3 separate regions of the Mus musculus genome follow, and regions 2 and 3 are each linked to region 1. Evidence: chromatin contacts called from public HiChIP or PLAC-seq data. All regions are on one chromosome and are shown on one strand. Each heading gives the region's core, a stretch centred on a gene start, on an enhancer-like site or on the middle of the called end of the contact. The rest is flanking DNA. Distances are from core to core; before and after follow the strand shown. Region 1 holds the start of Stmnd1 (stathmin domain containing 1). Region 2 holds the start of Fam8a1 (family with sequence similarity 8, member A1). Region 3 overlaps Cap2 (CAP, adenylate cyclase-associated protein, 2 (yeast)).

Region 1 (3,884 bases), core at 976-3,475:
GGAGAGGAGGTGAGTGACAGAGGAGAAAAAGAGAGACAGACAGAGATAGAGAGACAGAGAGACAGAGAAACACACAGAGGCAGAGAGACACGGAGAGGTGGGGGAAGGGGGAGAAGAGGTGAGGACAGAGGAGAGAGAGACAGATTGGAGAAGGGAAGAAAAAGTGGAAAGAGAGAGAGAGAGACTGAGTATCCTGTTTTTTCCATGCTAACTGACAAAGGCCCCTTCTCTCCACCAGGAAGGAGAGACATGACAGTAGAGGACCATCACCGATTCCACTTGGGATTTTGGTGTAGAGAGCGCTACACTGAGGCCAATGTGCCCCTCCTCCCTTTAATACACGTGGTGATAATACCCCCTCCCCCCACCATCTTCCTCCTCCCTCTTCTCTTCCCTTTCTTCCTTTTCCATTTTTTATTTTGAAGTAATAAGGGATGTTCTATACCATTGCTACTCCCAGTCTCTATTTTTTTTAACCATTGTTTTCAACATAATTCAATGTAAGGTTATGAGATTTAGTTTTGATACCAGCTGGTTTAGCAGCTGGGACCCATCAGTGCTAGCGAGGGACTCTTCCACACCAGCAGGAACTAGCCCCAGCACACTCCTAAGAAAGGGGTGTTTTCATAGTTTTGGACCATAGACTTAGGATGCTTTAGAAAATGCCTACACAACACATTTTGGTACCACCCCATTCACTCCCTGAAAACAGATCGCTTCAAAGAAAACACAGGTATCTGCTACAGTTACTCTCCAGTTTTATCAACATGGGTTGAACTTTCCCAGGAACATTTTATAAGTGCACTTTGGGTTGGATAATCCTAGGTGAGATTTTTCCAAAGTAACTTAGTTCAGCCATGAGCCTGTGTTTCTAGAGGTTGACATCATTAACAAATCTTCATTGTTCTGTTTCCTAGTTTTAAGACTTGGACTTGGGTTTGATACATCTTTCTCCATGTTAGTAAAACTTTGACAAACACCATTATTTGAGCAGCAACAGAGTGGCTGAAAAATAAACCCTGAAATGATGATTCACACCTATAATCCCAGTACTTGAGAGGCTGAGGCAGAGGGATTTCCATGAGTCAGAGACAGGCTTGTGTTCTGTACTGAGGATCAGGCTATGTAGACCTGCCTGTCTCAAAAAGGTCAAAAATAAAAATTTTAAAGTAATTTCATACACTGTCATCACAACACTTGTGAGGCAGAGGCAGGAAGATCTGGAGTTCAAGGTCATCCTGAGCTATATAGTAAGCTGAGGTCAGCCTGGACCCCAGCAAACAAATGTGCACTTTATAATCTAGCTATTTAGAGCAGAGCTGGCCTCGGGATTCATTGGGAAGATCTTGGGAGTTTTACATTTCCAGGAAGCCTGGGATGCGTTTTCCAGTTGTTTGGAGAAGCAGAGGGACAGAACTGGCCTCCTGGGTCCTGGTCACAGCTCCTCCTCTGTAACTAGCTCCCTGGAGATCTTAGGAAAGTCACGTGGCTCCCCTAAAGCCTAAATGTATAGCCTTGAAAACAAAGGGTTGAGACATATCAAGCATCTTTTCGACTCCACCTTCTTAGTCCTCAAGAAGGGAAAAAGGATTAAAGTTCTGAAGCTTACTGCTAGTGTGAGCAACCCACAGTTCCCTGCTCCGCCTCTCTTGACAAGGTGCGGGGCAGGGGGCGGGAGGGGGGATGACACCCTGTTGGTTTCATTCTCTGTACAATGTAGAGATTCCTCTCCCCCCCCCGCCCCGCCCCCTCTCCCGCCCCGCTGCACAACCGTTCCTAAAGTGGACTTTGCAAGTCGAAAATGATTTCCAGATCCGCTGGCAGCCGCAGAGCTATTTGTGGTCCTGAGTGATTTTCACCCATGAAGCGGGGTTTATTTCTTATGTGACCATCCTGTGGCATTTAATTGTCTTCTGCTGGCTGTCTGCATCGTGGCCTGCCACAGGCTGCTGCTGCTGATGTGATGCCTGAACCAGATAAGGGGTATGGGGGAGGGCCCTGCGGCGCAGGGCAAAGAAAAAGAAATGAGTGTCCAGTCCAGCCGGTTGCTTAGACTCAGCCCTTCCCTCCCCTCCCTCCTAGAAGAGAATTGGATGGCTTCTCAGATCTTTTAGTTTTCCCTTGCAAAAGTCACATCCTGCCTCACTCAGGTCCCTGGTCTGTGTGACTGTGACGCCTGTTTATTATGGCAACAGTTTCCAGCAACTGCCCAGATGCTGAGCCTGGAGGTATGGGAGGAGGGCGTGCTGGGCCCTGACTGGGGAACAAGGACTCCAGGACAAGATAGAAGCTCCAGGGGGCACAGCCTAGAGAGGAGGAGCAATGGGCTGTGGACCTTCCCAGCAAAAGGAGGACCAGAGCCAGAGCCGCATACCCTCTCCCAGGAAGGGCTGGGAAGAGGGATCCAAGGTAACAGACAATCACAGACCTTGTGGGAGCACACGCCTGGACTACATAGTGAACACTGGAGCTGCGTGCATAGCAAGACACTGTCAGAGAGAGCAGAAGGGAGGACACAAGAGGAGAAAAGAGAGGACAGGGAGGGGAGGGGAGGGGAGGGGAGGGGAGGGGAGGGGAGGGGAGGGGAGGCAGATTTCCCACACTTCCACACTTAGGAAGCTCTGAAGTGATCTGGAGCCAGTGGGCAGTTTACCACCCTCTTAGTAGGTATGTTACTGAGGATGTGAACCAAGAGAGACTGCCAGAATAAACCAAGAGTTTATTCTGCCACTGTTGGCTGGTGTCTCTAAATCAAGAAAGTGTGCATGCCTCTGTATATCTGCATCTGCAGACACATGCATGAGGTCACAGCCCCGGCAGATGCAGGCCCACAGGAGGGGTAGTGGTTTCTGCCATCAACCTAATGTCTCATGGGAAGGCGGGAGTTCCTGAGTGGGGCCAGCTAGTGTTGGTCCTGGAACAGCCCTTCCTCTGTATTTCTTTATAGCACACAGAGCTCTGTCAACCATCGAGCTACATCATCTGGGTTGTTCAGCTTTGGGGGACAAAGCTAGAGGGAATCTGGTTTTTTAGATTCCCCTTCCAATCCACTGTGCCTCAGTTTGTATCATTTACCTGGAGATATCGGGGGAAGTTCCCACAGGGCAGTGGGGGTCAGAGGCTGGGCTGTTTAGCATCTTTCCCTGACTCTACAATAAGGGTTAGGCCCCGACAGACCTAATAAGTCAGGCTTGGCCATTTATACTCCATCAGCCCATTAAAAAATAGTGCAAAGTAGGAAAATTTTTAATTTTTTTTCAATATGGCCACATTGGAAGAAGAACAAAAACAGAGATTCAGAGACTTCCCAAGTCTGTCTTTGGGGTTCTGATGTGACCTGTAGGTCTGAACTGAGGAAGGGCTGGCTTAGTTGGTAAGGGTATTTATACCAAGCCTGAAGACTCAAGTTCAATGCCCTGGTGCCACATGGTAGATGGTGCCCTGACTCCTTAAAACTATTTCCTGAGCTCCATAAATGTGCGCACACACATACAAATGTAATTAACATGTTTTAGGGCAAGAAGCACCAATAATGAATCAGTCTTGATCCTGGTATGGTCTTGCCCATCACTGACGCCATCATGGTCTCAGCTCCAGACTCTCTCTGTCAGACCTGTGTGGGAAAGCCAAAGCCTGCCTCTAACAGAGACTCAGCTGTTCTCTCTCCTAGCCTGAGACTCGGGGAGAAATTCCAACTTCTGGGGGACCTTTGTCTCACTAGTCAAATAGCTAGAGGGAAGGGCACAAGGGTCTCTTTAGAATTCTTTCTCTTCTGTCAGGAAAGTTATAGTTTCACCTATAGAATGGGCATCTCATTGGTATCAAGACCTCAACTCATGGGGGGTGACCCAAGGAGAGGTCCACCACATACTCCCTCAAAATTG
Region 2 (3,884 bases), core at 786-3,285, 400 kb after region 1:
TGGCACCTGCAGGTCTTGCCCTCTCCCCTTCCCTCTCCTTTACTAAGCCGTTAGGTTACATTCCTAAAGATAGCCACCAAGGTCCATTCCCTTATTTGGCTATTTCTTTATGCCTGACTAAAACACCAAGGTCCAGCAATCAAAATTCATTATTCAGCTACACTGGCTGATGTGTCCATTCGGGACTTAACAACTCATCCTGGCACAGATTTCCCCCTTTTTCCTTAAAAAGATCACTCCTGCAGAGACATCTACTGCTGTCTTTGCCTGATCCAGAGACAACCGCAACCCTACCCCTGCTTGTCCTCTCTGGGGTAATAAAATCACCTTTGTCTTGAGAAGTTGGTGCCCCTTCAATAGCCCATTTTTCTCTCAACTTTATAGATCAAGTGCTTTACCAACTAATGTCAAATTCCCCAAGACACTCCCCAGCTGCTGCTGGTAAAGCCATTAGGTGCAGCATTCCTCCCTGAGTGGCCACACTTGTTCCCCATTGCCTGTCCTTTCCCCTATGAATAAGCTAACTTTGACTCTAACTCATTATGATTATTTTTTTCAGCACAGTTTAAGAATCTGGGTTGCAGCCTGGCCGTGGTGGCACGTGCCTTTACTGAGTGTCTCCCAGCACTCAGAAGACAGAGACAGGAAGATCTCTGTGAGTTTGAGGCCAGCCTGGTCTACAGAATGAGTTTCAGGACAGCCAGAGCTACATGGAAAAACCCTGTCTCAAAAAATAAAAATAAAAAATAAAAAAGAAGGAAGGAAGGAGGGAAGGAAAGAAAGGGGAAGAGAGAAAGAGACAGGGAGAAAGGAAGAGAATGAATGAATGAATCTGGTCTGTACCTAAATAAGGGTCTCTGAAGCTGGGAAAGGAGTGTCGCAGGTTGCAGAGCTGGTGGTGTTGAGCTATGTTTCCTGCTGCTAGTGATGATCGTGAATAGGTGTTCAAGTGTTTCATGGAAGATTTTCCCTTGAAGCAGATGAATTTCTTAAAGGCCAAAAGTGATGTCTTTTCTGTCTCCCAGAGGAAAGACAGGATTGACTCTCGGCATCACTGTCATGTTCAAGCCATTAGGTGCGGCATGCTGTGGTGAACACCAGGACCAAAAGCAAGTTGGGGAAGAGTTTATTTGGCTTCCAATTCTACATTGTAGTCCATCACTGAGGGAAGTCAGGACAGGAACTCAAATGGGCAGGAACCTGGAGGCAGGAGCTGATGCTCATCCCATGGCTTGTCTTCCTTCTTATAGAACCCAGAACAGCAGCCTGGAGTTGTACCACCCACAGTGGGCTGGGCCCTTCCACATCAATCACTAATTTAAAATGCTCTACAGGTTTGCCTACAGCCCAATCTTACAGAGGCATTTTCTCAATTGGTCTTGCCTCCTCTCAAATGACTCTAGACTCTATCAAGTTGACATAAAATTAGCCAGCACAATAATCGTTCAATATTCTCATAGTATTTGGCTCTTGTAGATTCCTTATATGGTCCTGGGAATTCAAAGTCACACAACTACCCCTAACTGGGCTTATTAACATAGCAAAGTGTATTAAGGTTATCAGTATCTGGGAGGCTGCATATAGATGAAAAGAAGACGAAACCATACACAGACTAAGGTGCTAAGCAAGAAACAAATACTGTGGTTGAAGGAGTGGAAATTCTGGTGAGTCAGATGCAGTTTCACAAGGGACAATCATGTCCTAACCCCACAGGATCTTCTCTAGGGACCTTGGTAATGGAGTTCATTAGAATTCTCAAGAGTGGTGGCGAATGCCTCACAGACGTAAGCCTAAATGGATGCGTTCACAGTGTCCAGGACCACGTCCTCGGCATCGCACACGTGGTTGTGCGATGCCGCGACGCGTTACGTTACCGAATATGCCACAATTTATGATTAAAACGTACCACAGAGGACCCCCGAGAAACATCGCGTAGCCCAGGAACCAACTCACAAAGCACCACCAACCGCCCGCCCGGCTCCCCAAGCCTGGCGCGCCGGAGAGGTGGGGTTTCCGCTTCCGGAGGCGGATTGTTGACGCCCACTGCTGCTGTGGTGGCGAGCGAGCGAGCGGTTGGGGAGGGGCCGCCGAGGGCGGGCGACGGCGCCTTGACAGGCAGCGCGGAGGGGGCCTCCGGGGCGACGATGGCAGAGGGGCCCGAGGAAGCCCGGAGCCGCCCTCCGGAGCAGGATGGCAGTGGCGGGGACCACGAGCCGGTCCCTTCCGAGCCAGGCTCTCCCACCACCACCGTCGCCGCCACCGCCGCCGCCCCCCGGTCCCCGGCCCTCGCGAGCGTCGCCTCGGCAGTGTCGGAGCCCGAGCCGCAGTGCGAGCTCCGCAAGCGCCGGGAGACGGGCGCGGAGCCTCCGGAGGCGGGAGACTGCGAGGCGTCGGACGGCCCGGGGCGGCTGAGCGCGCGCGAGTACTCGCGGCAGGTGCACGAATGGCTGTGGCAGTCCTACTGCGGCTACCTGACCTGGCACAGCGGCCTGGCCGCCCTGCCCGCCTACTGCGGCCCGCCACCACCCGCCGCCACCGCCCCGCAGCCCGCCGTCCCCTCGCCGTCGTCCCCGCCGACGCCGTCGTCCCCGCCGCCACCGCCGCCGCCGCAGCTGGCGTACTACAACCCCTTCTACTTCCTGAGCGCTGCGGGGCCCGGGCCGGGGGCGGCCACGGGCGGCGCCACCCCGACGGCTGTCGCGGGCCTCACGGCCCGGGCCCCGCACGTGCAGCCATCGGCCCGGGCGGCCCCCGGGACCAGGGTGGGTTCTGCAGCCCCTGCGCGGACTGCCAGCGACACCGGGCGGCAGGCAGGTGAGATCGGGGTTGGCGCGGGGGTGGGGTGGGGGGTGTTGGGTAGGATGGAGGAGGGATAGAGTCGAGGTCCTTTTTAAAAAAAAAAAAAAAAAATCACTGCCATTCCTACCACTAACATTTTGGAAGGATCTCACCCTGTGGTGTAGGCTAACACAGTATGTAGGCCAGGCTAGCCTCAAACTTGGAATAAGACAGGTCTGTACTAGCCAGAGGGGTCTCTTGAAGGATCATTGAACAAGTATGCTCGCTCCTGAAAAAATATAACCGGGGAGCTGCTGCTACCATTGATAGTTCCCACATACATCAGCTATGGTTTGCCCAGGCCCTAAATTCTAAAAACGTACTGTGAAGCAATGTTGATTGTCCTTCCCTTAAGACCTGGCACGGCTAGTAGGTTCCCTTACTCCTGACACTAGCCCTTCTTGTGTGTAGAGACGTATGCTTATCAAACCATCCTCTCTGTAATCTTCAGGCTCTGGAAAGATCCAAAGCTAGCCTTGGGTGGCAAGCCCGCTGTTGGGAGGCTCGAGATTAGAATACTAGAAATCACCAAGACTTGGGCCGTGTAAAGACAGTGGAACTGAAAGGCGATTGACATGATTACAAAACGAGTCTAGAGAGCTTTGACTGGCCTCAAGCCTATTGGTCATGAATATCATCTAGTAAATGATGTGTAGTCACTGGTCTTAGCAAACCGTAGGAAAGTTTGCAGCCAGTCTTCTGAGTCTGGGGCTGGAATGCTGGGATTACAGGCATAGCTCACCATGTCCAGCTCATTATTAGATATTTTAGAAACAGGATCTCTTGATGGGATCATTGCCGTTGGCTGATGCAAAGCTATAATCTTAAAAAGTTTAGTTGGACCTTGACTTTACTTTGCCGCTTTCTTATCTGGCTTGGTTCTTAAACTTGTGTAACTCATTTTTTTTCTTCTTCTTCCCAATTTCCAGGTAGAGAGTATGTCATTCCATCCTTGGCCCACAGATTTATGGCAGAGATGGTGGATTTCTTTATTCTCTTCTTTATAAAAGCAACCATTGTCTTGAGCATCATGCATCTCAGTGGAA
Region 3 (3,884 bases), core at 473-2,972, 370 kb after region 1:
CAAACAAGTCTTAAAAACAAGGACAAACAACAAAAGCCAGGAGAGTCGTTACTTACAAGGAGGAGGGAAGAAGGGGGAAGTGAGGGACAGTGGGGTGGAAGTACCCAGGGGACTTCCGTGACAGTGAGATCTTAGTTCTCAGGAGTTGGGGAAACAGCGGTTGAGTGTGTGCTACACACCTATAATCGCAGCACTCAGGAGGACTCTGTGCGCTTAGAGGCCAGCTTGCTCTGTACAGCAAGTTCCAGGCTAGTCAGGGCTGCAAAGTGAAACCAAGTCTCAAAAACAAACAAGCACAGTAAAGCTGGGTGTAACCGTGTACACCTGTGACCAAAGCCCTGGGGCGGTAGAGACAGGAGAAGGATCAGCAGTTCAAAGCCATCTTTGGTCCCAAAGTGAGTTCAAGGCCAACCTAGGTTACCTGAGACCCTATTAGAAGGGAAGGGAGGGAGGGAGGGAGGGAGGGAGGGAGGGAGGGAGGGAGGAAGGAAGGAAGGAAGGAAGGAAGGAAGGAAGGAAGGAAGGAAGGAAGGAAGGAAGGGAACTTTCAAACAAACCAAAAGGGAATTAGCTGGAATGCCACACTAATAAAGTTGTTGTAGAAAGTGTATGTATCTATTATTCTTTGTATGTTTCCATGCCTGAAGTATCTTGTTACATTTTTAAGGATGTGAACTGTGCACTGTGAACAGTTACCTCAGGAAGGGTGAACTACTGGTTGCCTGTGGAAGGAGCTACAAGGACCAATTCGGAGACAAGAGAAACGTTTGATGGAACACTTAGTGAATTTCTGAGTGCTCAAACCAAGAGAGTGCCATTACCTAGTTAAAGTGCCTAGTAAATTGTCTGAAAGGGGCCAGGGCACAACTGAAGCAGAAATCACTTACCTGCCTGGGGCTGAGATGGGGACCGACTGTAAGTGGCCATTAGTGATATTTTTAGAATAGTGGAACTATTCTAGAAGCAGCTTGTGGTCCTGATTGCACATCTCTGTACGTTTGTGAAATGGCATCCAACTGTACTCTCAAAAATGGGTGGTTCGTGTATACATAAAGATTGGGGAAGACAGACAACCATCATCAGTGGAAATTTTTCAAATTATTACTGAGAAATAATATCCATAAACCAAGCCTCTAGGAGTCGCTGGCAGCATCTCGCTTTCCTTAGCTAGGCTGGTGGTATCTGTGGGCTTCAGGCCGGCATGTAAACTCTTTTCATCATTACAACATAAAGAAATTTAGAAGTCATGAAAACATGTCTAAGCACATTTTTAAAACAAGCACATACATGCATGTACACACAGAGACACAGACACACATTCTCTCTCTCTCTCTCTCTCTCTCTCTCTCTCTTCTGTATATATACTATTTAACTCAGGCAGAGCCCTGCCTGTACCTGCCTGACCTTGAACGACTCAGCTGGACCTTTCTCTTGCTCTGGGCTTCAATTCCAACTCAGTCTCCAGTTTCTATGGAGCAAAGCGGGGAGAAGCCCAGTGACCGGCTAGACGCCCCACAAGGAATTCTTTTGGGCACCTGCACCCCAGACAGAAAGTGTTCCTTTGGTTTGCAAACTAAGCCTTTTCTTCAGGTTGAAAGGAGAGATGTCTTTATTGCTTTAATTACCATTACAAGAAGGAAACTTCTAGAGTAGTTATGAAGTCTTTGGGAGAATGCTAGATCCCTGTGGACATTGTGGGAAGGGTTGAAAACTGATTGTTAGAAGAGAAACTTAAAACTGATCTGAGTTTTTACGGGACTTAGATACTTGTAAGCAGTACAAAGCGCTGCCTCCTCTTGCTCAAGGGTTCCGATTATCTGGGTCAGCATCCTGAGTCTGAGCTCCTGAAATGAGTACGTTCTGAAACACCCAGACACCCATCTCATCTGAACTTCACCTTCTGCCTCTTACCCGGCAAATGGCTTCCATGAGAAGAATTGGAGAGTTTCTTGTTCGCTCTGAAGTTTGGGAACAATCTACTTGGCTTCTCTTCGAAATTAATCTTATTGTTCAGTGTCTGTATGGATATTTGTTCTAGCCCCAGTCTCAGAGATAACTGTCAAAACTTAAATTTTAAGCAAATGAATCCTGTTTCTCTTATCGTGAAATCAGAGAGGCGCTTCAGATTCACTAACGGGTTGCAGGGCTTTTCTGAACATTTTAGCTGCTGCCTCCAAATTAATCCCTTAATTTCATCTCAAGAAAGGGAAATCCTGCCTACTTAGGATTCCCCACCCCCCTTGTATAGTCCTTTCACTGTGTCCTCAGATGACACTTGCCCTGCACGTAGACACAGAGATACACACAGAGAGGGGAGTGGGGGAGAGAAAGGAAGACAGACAGACACAGAGAGCATGCTACCCCATAAGTCCAAAGCTAAACTCAGGAGTAACTCCAGAAGTACCTGCTTGGGAACATGGCCATTTTTAGTTCTTTGCTTCAGTCCCATTTTTTCCCCTTAGGTAATGGGGAGAGTACCAACAATCTCCATTAATAAGACAGAAGGATGCCACCTGTACCTCAGTGAAGATGCACTAGACTGTGAGATCGTGAGCGCGAAGTCGTCCGAGATGAATGTCCTGGTCCCTCAGGATGACGATTATGTGAGTACCTCCCAAAAGCCTGCCCAGAAAAGGCTTTGTGGTGTATTCATGTTAGCATTCTTAGAGAGGTGCCCATCAGCTGCCATCTCGGGAGCTTCATTTGAAGACAACGTAACAGGCAGGCAAGGGAGGGAGCCAAAATAGAATGCTCCTCTTTTTTTAAAAAAAAAATTATTTATTTATTTATTTATTTATTTATTTATTTTTATGTATATGAATGCACTGTAGCTGTACTGATGGTTGTGAGCCATCATGTGGGAATAAAGGTTTCTCGTTCCGGTCCGTCCCACCCACTTCAGCCTAGAAATTTATTTATTATATCTAAGTACACTGTAGCTGACTTCAGACACACCAGAAGAGGGCATCAGATCTCATTACAGATGGTTGTGAGCCACCATGTGGTTGCTGGGATTTGAACTCAGGACCTTCAGAAGAACAGTCAGTGTTCTTAACCGCTGAGCCATCTCGCCAGCCCTATAATGCTCCTTTTAACATAAGGGTCTACTAAGAAGCTCAATAGAAAGAGCTCAAAACTCTAAAAAAATAATAATAATAACCTAGGGTTGGATTGAGGAGCCTCACAATGGGGCCCAGAATCCAGGTTCTTTGTATATGCTATGGGGGAGTACATTCATGCCGTGACACACATGGAGTTCTGAGGAAAACCTCTGGTGTCAGTCCTAGCCATCCTCCACCTTATTTGAGACAAGGTTTCTTGTTCACCACTGCCTAAGCTTCTAGGGGTTATTCTCTCATCCCTCCATTTTATCATAGAAGGGCTGAAATTGCAGGCATGGTTTATGTATGGGTTTGGGGGATTCAAACTCAGGCCCTCCTGCTTGGACAGACAAGCACCTTGTCTACTGAGCCATCCATCTAGCTCCCCAGCCCCAGAATCTTGATTCTTAGCAGGCTCCCAAGTAAGTCCTCATACCATCAGCCCATTGAATCCTCCATTTAGAAATCCTAGCCCGAGGAATTCATCTGGCGCTTCCTTTACATCCTCCCCCAAGTGGAGCAGTTTCTGGAGGAACCACATTAGATGTCCATGCGTGTCAGTGTTGAGTAAGATTGAGAAATCTCCTTTTTGAGATTCTGAAGTACAGGAGATCTGCTCATCGTTATTACATGGAAACTAACACATGGAGAATTCTAAGTCTAACTGGGCCGAGCAGGGCAGGAAGAGGCAGCAAATGAGACTCAGCAAGTCGCTTTCAAGAGAATGGCCACATCAGCTTGGCAGGTTGCTTACCAGCTCTCTACAGGTTGCAGTCAGCAGAC

What was found. HiChIP or PLAC-seq counts read pairs in DNA pulled down with a chosen protein or histone mark.
Region 2: a contact with region 1 is called in an H3K4me3 HiChIP or PLAC-seq map of embryonic basal ganglia, with 4 times the contacts expected there. The contact joins the promoter of Fam8a1 here to the promoter of Stmnd1 in region 1. A contact is called at or near these places in 1 of 39 promoter capture datasets (neural stem cells), 1 of 484 Hi-C or Micro-C datasets (uterus), 11 of 115 datasets of contacts at active chromatin or transcription factors (bone marrow-derived macrophages, embryonic basal ganglia, embryonic forebrain and 6 more) and 3 of 9 other capture datasets (adipose tissue, liver and macrophages).
Region 3: a contact with region 1 is called in an H3K27ac HiChIP or PLAC-seq map of embryonic stem cells, with 5 read pairs. The contact joins the enhancer-like site here to the promoter of Stmnd1 in region 1. A contact is called at or near these places in 1 of 484 Hi-C or Micro-C datasets (embryonic stem cells), 7 of 115 datasets of contacts at active chromatin or transcription factors (embryonic basal ganglia, embryonic stem cells, intestinal crypt epithelium and 1 more) and 3 of 9 other capture datasets (adipose tissue, embryonic stem cells and liver).

Annotation. Positions count from the first base shown.
Region 1 is chr13:46,271,496-46,275,379 of GRCm38.p6, forward strand. Stmnd1 (stathmin domain containing 1) reads left to right here and starts at 2,226. Exons shown (of 5, transcript NM_001005422.1): 1 at 2,226-2,409. The coding sequence starts at 2,323.
Region 2 is chr13:46,667,442-46,671,325 of GRCm38.p6, forward strand. Fam8a1 (family with sequence similarity 8, member A1) reads left to right here and starts at 2,036. Exons shown (of 5, transcript NM_001033192.3): 1 at 2,036-2,814; 2 at 3,768-3,884. The coding sequence starts at 2,145.
Region 3 is chr13:46,644,064-46,647,947 of GRCm38.p6, forward strand. Cap2 (CAP, adenylate cyclase-associated protein, 2 (yeast)) reads left to right here. Exons shown (of 13, transcript NM_026056.4): 12 at 2,463-2,603. Among named protein-coding and RNA genes, the nearest start is that of Fam8a1, 23 kb to the right of the region's middle. Within about 2 kb of position 1,723, at least 9 of the 459 cell types and tissues checked have an H3K27ac peak or open chromatin away from gene starts, as enhancers often do. A contact at or near this core is called in embryonic stem cells, where this site is marked.